Regions from separate parts of the Sus scrofa genome. Here region 1 is linked to region 2. Evidence: chromatin contacts called from public Hi-C data. All regions are on one chromosome and are shown on one strand. The core of a region is the stretch at or near the end of the contact, and the rest is flanking DNA. Distances in the headings are between cores, read along the strand shown. Region 1 has its middle 240 kb from the start of TCF4. Region 2 holds the start of TCF4 (transcription factor 4).

Region 1 (3,003 bases), core at 40-2,539, 240 kb after region 2:
CTGGAAGCCTACAGGTGAAAGCCATTACTTAAGCCATGAACTTCAGTAACCCTTCCAGTTTAATCATCTGGGCCGGCTTAGCTACCAGATCTTTCTGCTGGGAGCAGTTCCACCATCCAGAAGGCCAATGCTGTTATTAACGTTGCTCAGAGCAAAGTTCTTTTGTTTTGTCTTTTCCATGTTCCAAACTGACAATAAGTGTAACTGACATCGGCTTAGGAAATAGAAAAAAGATGTAGGACTGTAGAACCGAAAGATATTTCTTTCCAACCCAAACGAGCTCTAAAAGCTCTTAAGGTGTTCAGTTGTCACTATTTTTTGCTATAAAAGGAATTTTTTCCCCTATCTTTTCAGTTTCCTTATTTTTCCAAGAAGTTAAACTTGGAAACACACTCGAGCATGGAGTAAAAGCCGCCGAACAAGTCTCTCCAGCTGCTAGGGCTGCTTTTGCAGCCATTCAATTAAGTCTCTTCCAGCCTTGAAAAGCTGCCTAATTTGGGCTTGGGTGTATGTGCCCTCCCCCTATCTGGTATTTTCTCTGCCACTGTTAGCAGGCATGGGGATCATGGCACAGAGCTGTACCCTGGGTGTTCCACATAATATCTGGACTCTGCATGCGCAGAACCTTTATCTTCTGTGGCATAAACTACATCAGCACCTCTGCCAGGGATGAGTGAGCAAGAGCCAAGGCTAAGAGGGATCTAATCCACCTGTCACACTGTCCCTGCAACTCCTCCAGCTTGTTGACAACACCACAGTCATTTTGAAAAGCCCTTAATACAGAAAGCCATTTGTTTCTTCTAAATGTACATTTAGACATAGGAGAAAGTAACATCTATCTTCAAAAATCACCAAGCAGACTATCCTGTGTCTTCCTACCATGCAGGCAACAGCTGCAGGGAAAATAGAATATTTTAAATAAGTTAGCAAAACAACCATCCCCTGGGGAGTCATGCTCTGCCTTAAGTATGTGAAACAAAGCACCTTAAAGGCTTAGTTTTATATCCATCTAAGTTATTTAGTTCCCAAGGACACTGTTCTCCACATCGAGGATGTGTGCCTGTGTGTATTTTTTTTTCCCTCTGAGAACTTTCTTTATTGAAGGTTTGCACGATGGTTCAGCGGAAATTGTGCAGCATCTTTCCTCAAACGGAGCTGCATTAATGTGCCAATGCCCTTTATTTAATGCACTTTAAAATTCTGACGCGCCTTTTAAAAAGTATGAGTTGTGTTGGGAGAGTCTAATCAGCGTTCCGCATGAACGGAAACGTGCTATTTTTGTAAGGGGAGTGCTGGAGTCGGGTTTTAGCATAAGGGTGTCTCTCTAGTACAGATGTCCGAAGACATCGGTGCGTTTTGATGCCCAAATCAACCAGCTAGAAATGTGACTTCTGCCAAAATTAGTCAGAGGAACTTCAGCCAATCATCCTTTAAGCAGTTTGGGACTGAAGGCTCTTAAGATGGTGGGGGAATCTTTAGAATTCTGCAGAGACTCAGGTTGGAGGGGCAAACTTTCTTTGCACTCTGGAGCATGCATCTACCCCGCAAGATGGATGCGGTGTGCCTGTAATGACTTCATACAGTTTTTTTGTTTGTTTGTTTTTAGAAATCTCTTGGGATCCTGTCGTTTGGGTTTGCTGATCTAATCCATTTCCTTCCTCTCAATCATGCACTCACCCTTCTCTCTCCGGACGTCTCTCTTTGGCTCTTGCCCCAGTTCCAATCAGCGTATCCTTTTGAAAAATGTTTCATTAAGGTTGGAGTTCCAAGGACATCACTCTCCCTCTTTGAATAAAACGTGCCCTCTTGTTTGAATGCAAACTGCCTGTGCCCTGACTGTACAATCAAAACAACGGGAAATACACCCAGTGCACTCAGGCAAAATTGGTGTGTGAGTCTCTTGGAAATATCTAGTAACAGGTGCAGTTGGATAGGCTGGCAAAGCATTCTGGTTTCATAACAATTACTAATAAGAAAATAAACGTTAGGTATGCATTATTAAAACATTTTTGTGATTTTTTTTCTACTAAAAAAACTCCCAAGCCTATCCAGTAACCAATTCTGTAGCATTCAAAAGCATAATAAGGAAAAAACATCTGACTCCGGCTCTCTCAGTTTAAGCACTCTTTTTTTCTATTTTAGCGAAATTCACATGTAGATATTTATTCTTGTAGAAAGAAAATATATGCAATTTTTACCCAAATCTTAGAAAATCTGTGTTATCCATCAAGTCGATAGGAAATTCTTCTAAGTCCTTCTTTTGATGATTGTACAATCATATGTATTACTGCGCTCTGAATCCTTAGGAATGTCAATTGTAATAAACCAGTGGGCATGCATCAGTATTTCCCTTCTTCATAAAAGTAAATGTTTATACATTATTTGGAGGGTTTTTGTTTTCTGTGAATAAGGGTTCTAGACAATCTTAGGACTGGTTTGAATGCACTTTGATAAGAAAAGCTGCTTTGCAATTCTTGGAGATTTTGAAAGCATCTATTAGGAAATTCTCATTTTACATTTGCTTTCATGCAGTCAGAAACCTACCTATAAACATGGAAACTTGATCATTTAATGTTGTTTGCTGTCTTTGTGCTATTTTGTAAACAACTTGCAGAAAAAAGGAAATAGTTTCCTTTTAAAACCAAAAGAAGAGCATACTAGTAACTACCCCAGCCCCTGTGACTTTGGATTTCTGCATATGAATTTGGTGCTCAAGTTTTGCTGCATCCCAAACCAAAACATCAGGTTGTGTATAAAAGAGGGGATGGCTATATTATAGAGATCTTTTGTAAGTTGAAACCCATAGAATTGGGGGGATGAAGTGTAAACATTTGAAATATGGCAGGAGAGTGAGGTAGTAAGGAAGAAGCAGGAAAAGCATGAAAGCAGGGGGGCAAGGAAGAAATCGATACACTTGAGCAAAAATGTTTAAGAGCCTTAAATTCTAATGAACATATTGAGTGGACTGCACAGCAATGTGAAGATGTATTTGCCAGAATGGAG
Region 2 (2,816 bases), core at 292-2,791:
CCGGCGGGGAGACGCGGCTCGCTCGGGTCGGAGTGGATGGGATGCACCCCCACCCCCCCGAGGGGAAAAAAAAAAATCTCAACACCTCCCCCGCCTCGCAAAAGAAAAAAAAAAAAAAAATACAAACGAAATTTCATCGAGCACCTCATTTTCCCTCAGATCGTCAGTTACAATCTGAAGCCTGAACAGTTCAGTTTTTGCCCGTTTCATCCATCGGAGGCACTTTGAAATTTATTCGAGTTTACATCCCCTCACTTCTTTCTTTCTCTGACTCTCGTTCCCTCTCACTCACACATCCACACACACGGCAAAGCAAGTTTATACTAGGCTGCAAATACACGTGATGCAAAAAGACTTTGCCAAGAGGAACAATATTTTTCTTTTTCTAGATATAAACCAAGCCACATTTTGCTGGGGAGATTTTCATGTCGGTACTTCTGCGTTGGGGGCGAAACCTAAATTACATACTTTCTTTCCCCTCCCTGTAAAGTCACAGAATAGTATAACTGCTAACTTCGCCAAAAAATAAATAAATAAATAAAAGACAATTTTTGAGGGTTGGTGTTGTTTTGTTTTTACACTTGAGTTCCTAGGCACGCTAAGCCCTCGTTCGCCAGCACTTTAAGTTTTTAATTCAACATTTACCATTACAGGCCCTGCATGCTCTTAAAACATACTTTTTTTCACATCACTTTTTAGGATTAAAATTAAGCTGCACAAATCTATCGTTTCATAATAACAAACGTGCTTTATCAAGTATATCCAACATACGCTATTTTAACATGGGTTAAAACACACACTTTATAAACCCTGTTATTGCTAGAGGTGCGAGTACATACACAGAATGCATGCACACACTTTTTCTCATTGGCAATTATTTAATAGGTCGTTCCTTTTGTTTTAATTAAACACTGGGATCTACATTTTAAAAATTAAATTCAATTACAAACAGTTTACTCTGACAGCAAATTGTAACGTTACCTTAAATGGCCACAAATATTCTCACAATATTCCAAGGAAAGTGACTTTAAAAAGAGAGACAAAAATCTTCTGCAAGTACTTAGTATCTCACATGTGTATCCCCCAAAAAAGTATTTTAACTGGTACTCAGTTCTGCTCCAGGGATATCCACAAAATACAAGATTATGCACCTGGCTCTGGTTTTTGCATTTTCCACCATAAAACTGCAACAAAATTCCCTCCCCCCAAAAAGAAATCATTAAAAAAAAAAATCCGACAACTTTTTCTTATTGTTTATAAAAAATAGCAATACAGGATAGTTATGATTTTTCCTCAAACAAGTCTTGGTGGTGCTTTTTTTTCTTCTCCTCTTATAAAGTCTTAAACTTGTTCCAAGTTTAGAGGTGTCTCATCATCATCATCCTCCTCCTCCTCATCATCATCACCATTGACTCCCCTGTGGAGTCACATTGATAATAATAGGTTTCCCTGAAAGATACATTGTAATCCATTCACATCCGGGCACTGCGGGCTTATAAAGAGAAGGCGCTGCGGCCGCGGCTGCTCCTCCAGACAATGACTGGGGAGGGGCGGGGCGGGAGCGGGCGACCATAGAGTAGTAAACAGAGCGCCTAGAGAGGCGATCAAGATGGCGGCGCGTGCGGGCCACGCCTCCTCCGGAACGGGAGGTGGGTGGCTGGATTCAGGCCGGCGTCGCGCGTGAGGGCTGAACTGCCAGGGCTCCCGAGGCTGGAGCCATTCGCGGGCCCTGTGCTCCTGCGCGTTGCTTAAAGTTCCCGGTGCTTTCCCTTCTCAGTTCTTTGACTCCAAAGTGTAGTTTGCAAATCAATTAAGTAATTAAACTCTTTAAGACTTGCACAGAGGAGTCAGATACCCTGAGGGAGGATCGGGAAAGGGAGGCCGAGAGAGGCCACATCGGCCTCCCCAACGGAAAGGTCGAGCCTGGATCTCCTGCAAAGTGAAGCTGGTGCTCTTAGCGAGGCGTGGGTGACGCAGAAAGAGGCCACTGAGCCAAGTTGTAGCGCCTGGGCTTCGAGAGCAATGTGGGTCCTCTCCTGCAGGGCCCTCACCCTTTTTTCTAGGCACCCCCGGAAAAGTGAGAACTTTTCAAGTCCAGAAGTCTACTGGGAGAAGATGTTCCTTTACTCCCTTTAAACTGAGACCAGTTTTACCGTGACCCACTCCTTACTCAACGTGTAGTTCTGGCCCAGAGTTCTACCTTCTCTAGCCAGTTTTCTGGTCTGTGCAATGCAAATAACAAACGCCCGCTTTATGAATTTCCTACGACTTAGAAGGATAAAGATAGAGCCGCCCCGAAAGAAATCTTCCCTTTCCATCTCTAATTCCTCGCTAAACCAACTGATATCTCTAATCTAGCCCATGGGATTTGAAATGGAGATTACTCCAAAATAATAGCTTTTAGTCCTCCCACTGGAGAAATGCAAGTAATGATGACAGGTTAGCACTTACATGTTTACTATGTGCCAGACACTGTTCTAAGAATTTCTCAAATATTAGCTGTTTCAATCCTGAGAGTGACTCTGTGGAGTTTGTGCTACTACTTGACCCAGGGCCATTTAGGAAGTGGTACAAACTTGCCTAAATTACACAACTTTATTAAGTGATAGCGCCCACCTTGGAAGGCAGGCTGTCTTCAATTAGAGTCAACATCCAGCCACATTCCTATACCATCTGGCAATGGGAACGTCCTAATCTCCATTTTCTGATGCAATGCAATTCTGTGCCAGTGACAAGAGTTCTGATCAATTTTCATGATCTTTTGTTCATATGCAAATTTTAGGGAACAAGAATTGGGGCATTTATAGGTTGTTTCC

The links. A called contact is a pair of places that touch in the nucleus more often than the background predicts.
Region 1: a Hi-C map of skeletal muscle shows a contact between it and region 2, with 7 times the contacts expected there. The contact joins the enhancer-like site here to the promoter of TCF4 in region 2. A contact is called at or near these places in 2 of 5 promoter capture datasets (fetal skeletal muscle and skeletal muscle), 7 of 47 Hi-C or Micro-C datasets (brain, embryonic fibroblasts, fetal heart ventricle and 3 more) and 1 of 2 datasets of contacts at active chromatin or transcription factors (skeletal muscle).

The regions. Positions count from the first base shown.
Region 1 is chr1:105,314,657-105,317,659 of Sscrofa11.1, forward strand. No RefSeq gene overlaps it. Among named protein-coding and RNA genes, the nearest start is that of TCF4, 240 kb to the left of the region's middle. Within about 2 kb of position 1,290, at least 11 of the 83 cell types and tissues checked have an H3K27ac peak or open chromatin away from gene starts, as enhancers often do. A contact at or near this core is called in fetal skeletal muscle and skeletal muscle, where this site is marked.
Region 2 is chr1:105,078,378-105,081,193 of Sscrofa11.1, forward strand. TCF4 (transcription factor 4) reads right to left here and starts at 1,542. Exons shown (of 20, transcript XM_021093491.1): 1 at 982-1,542.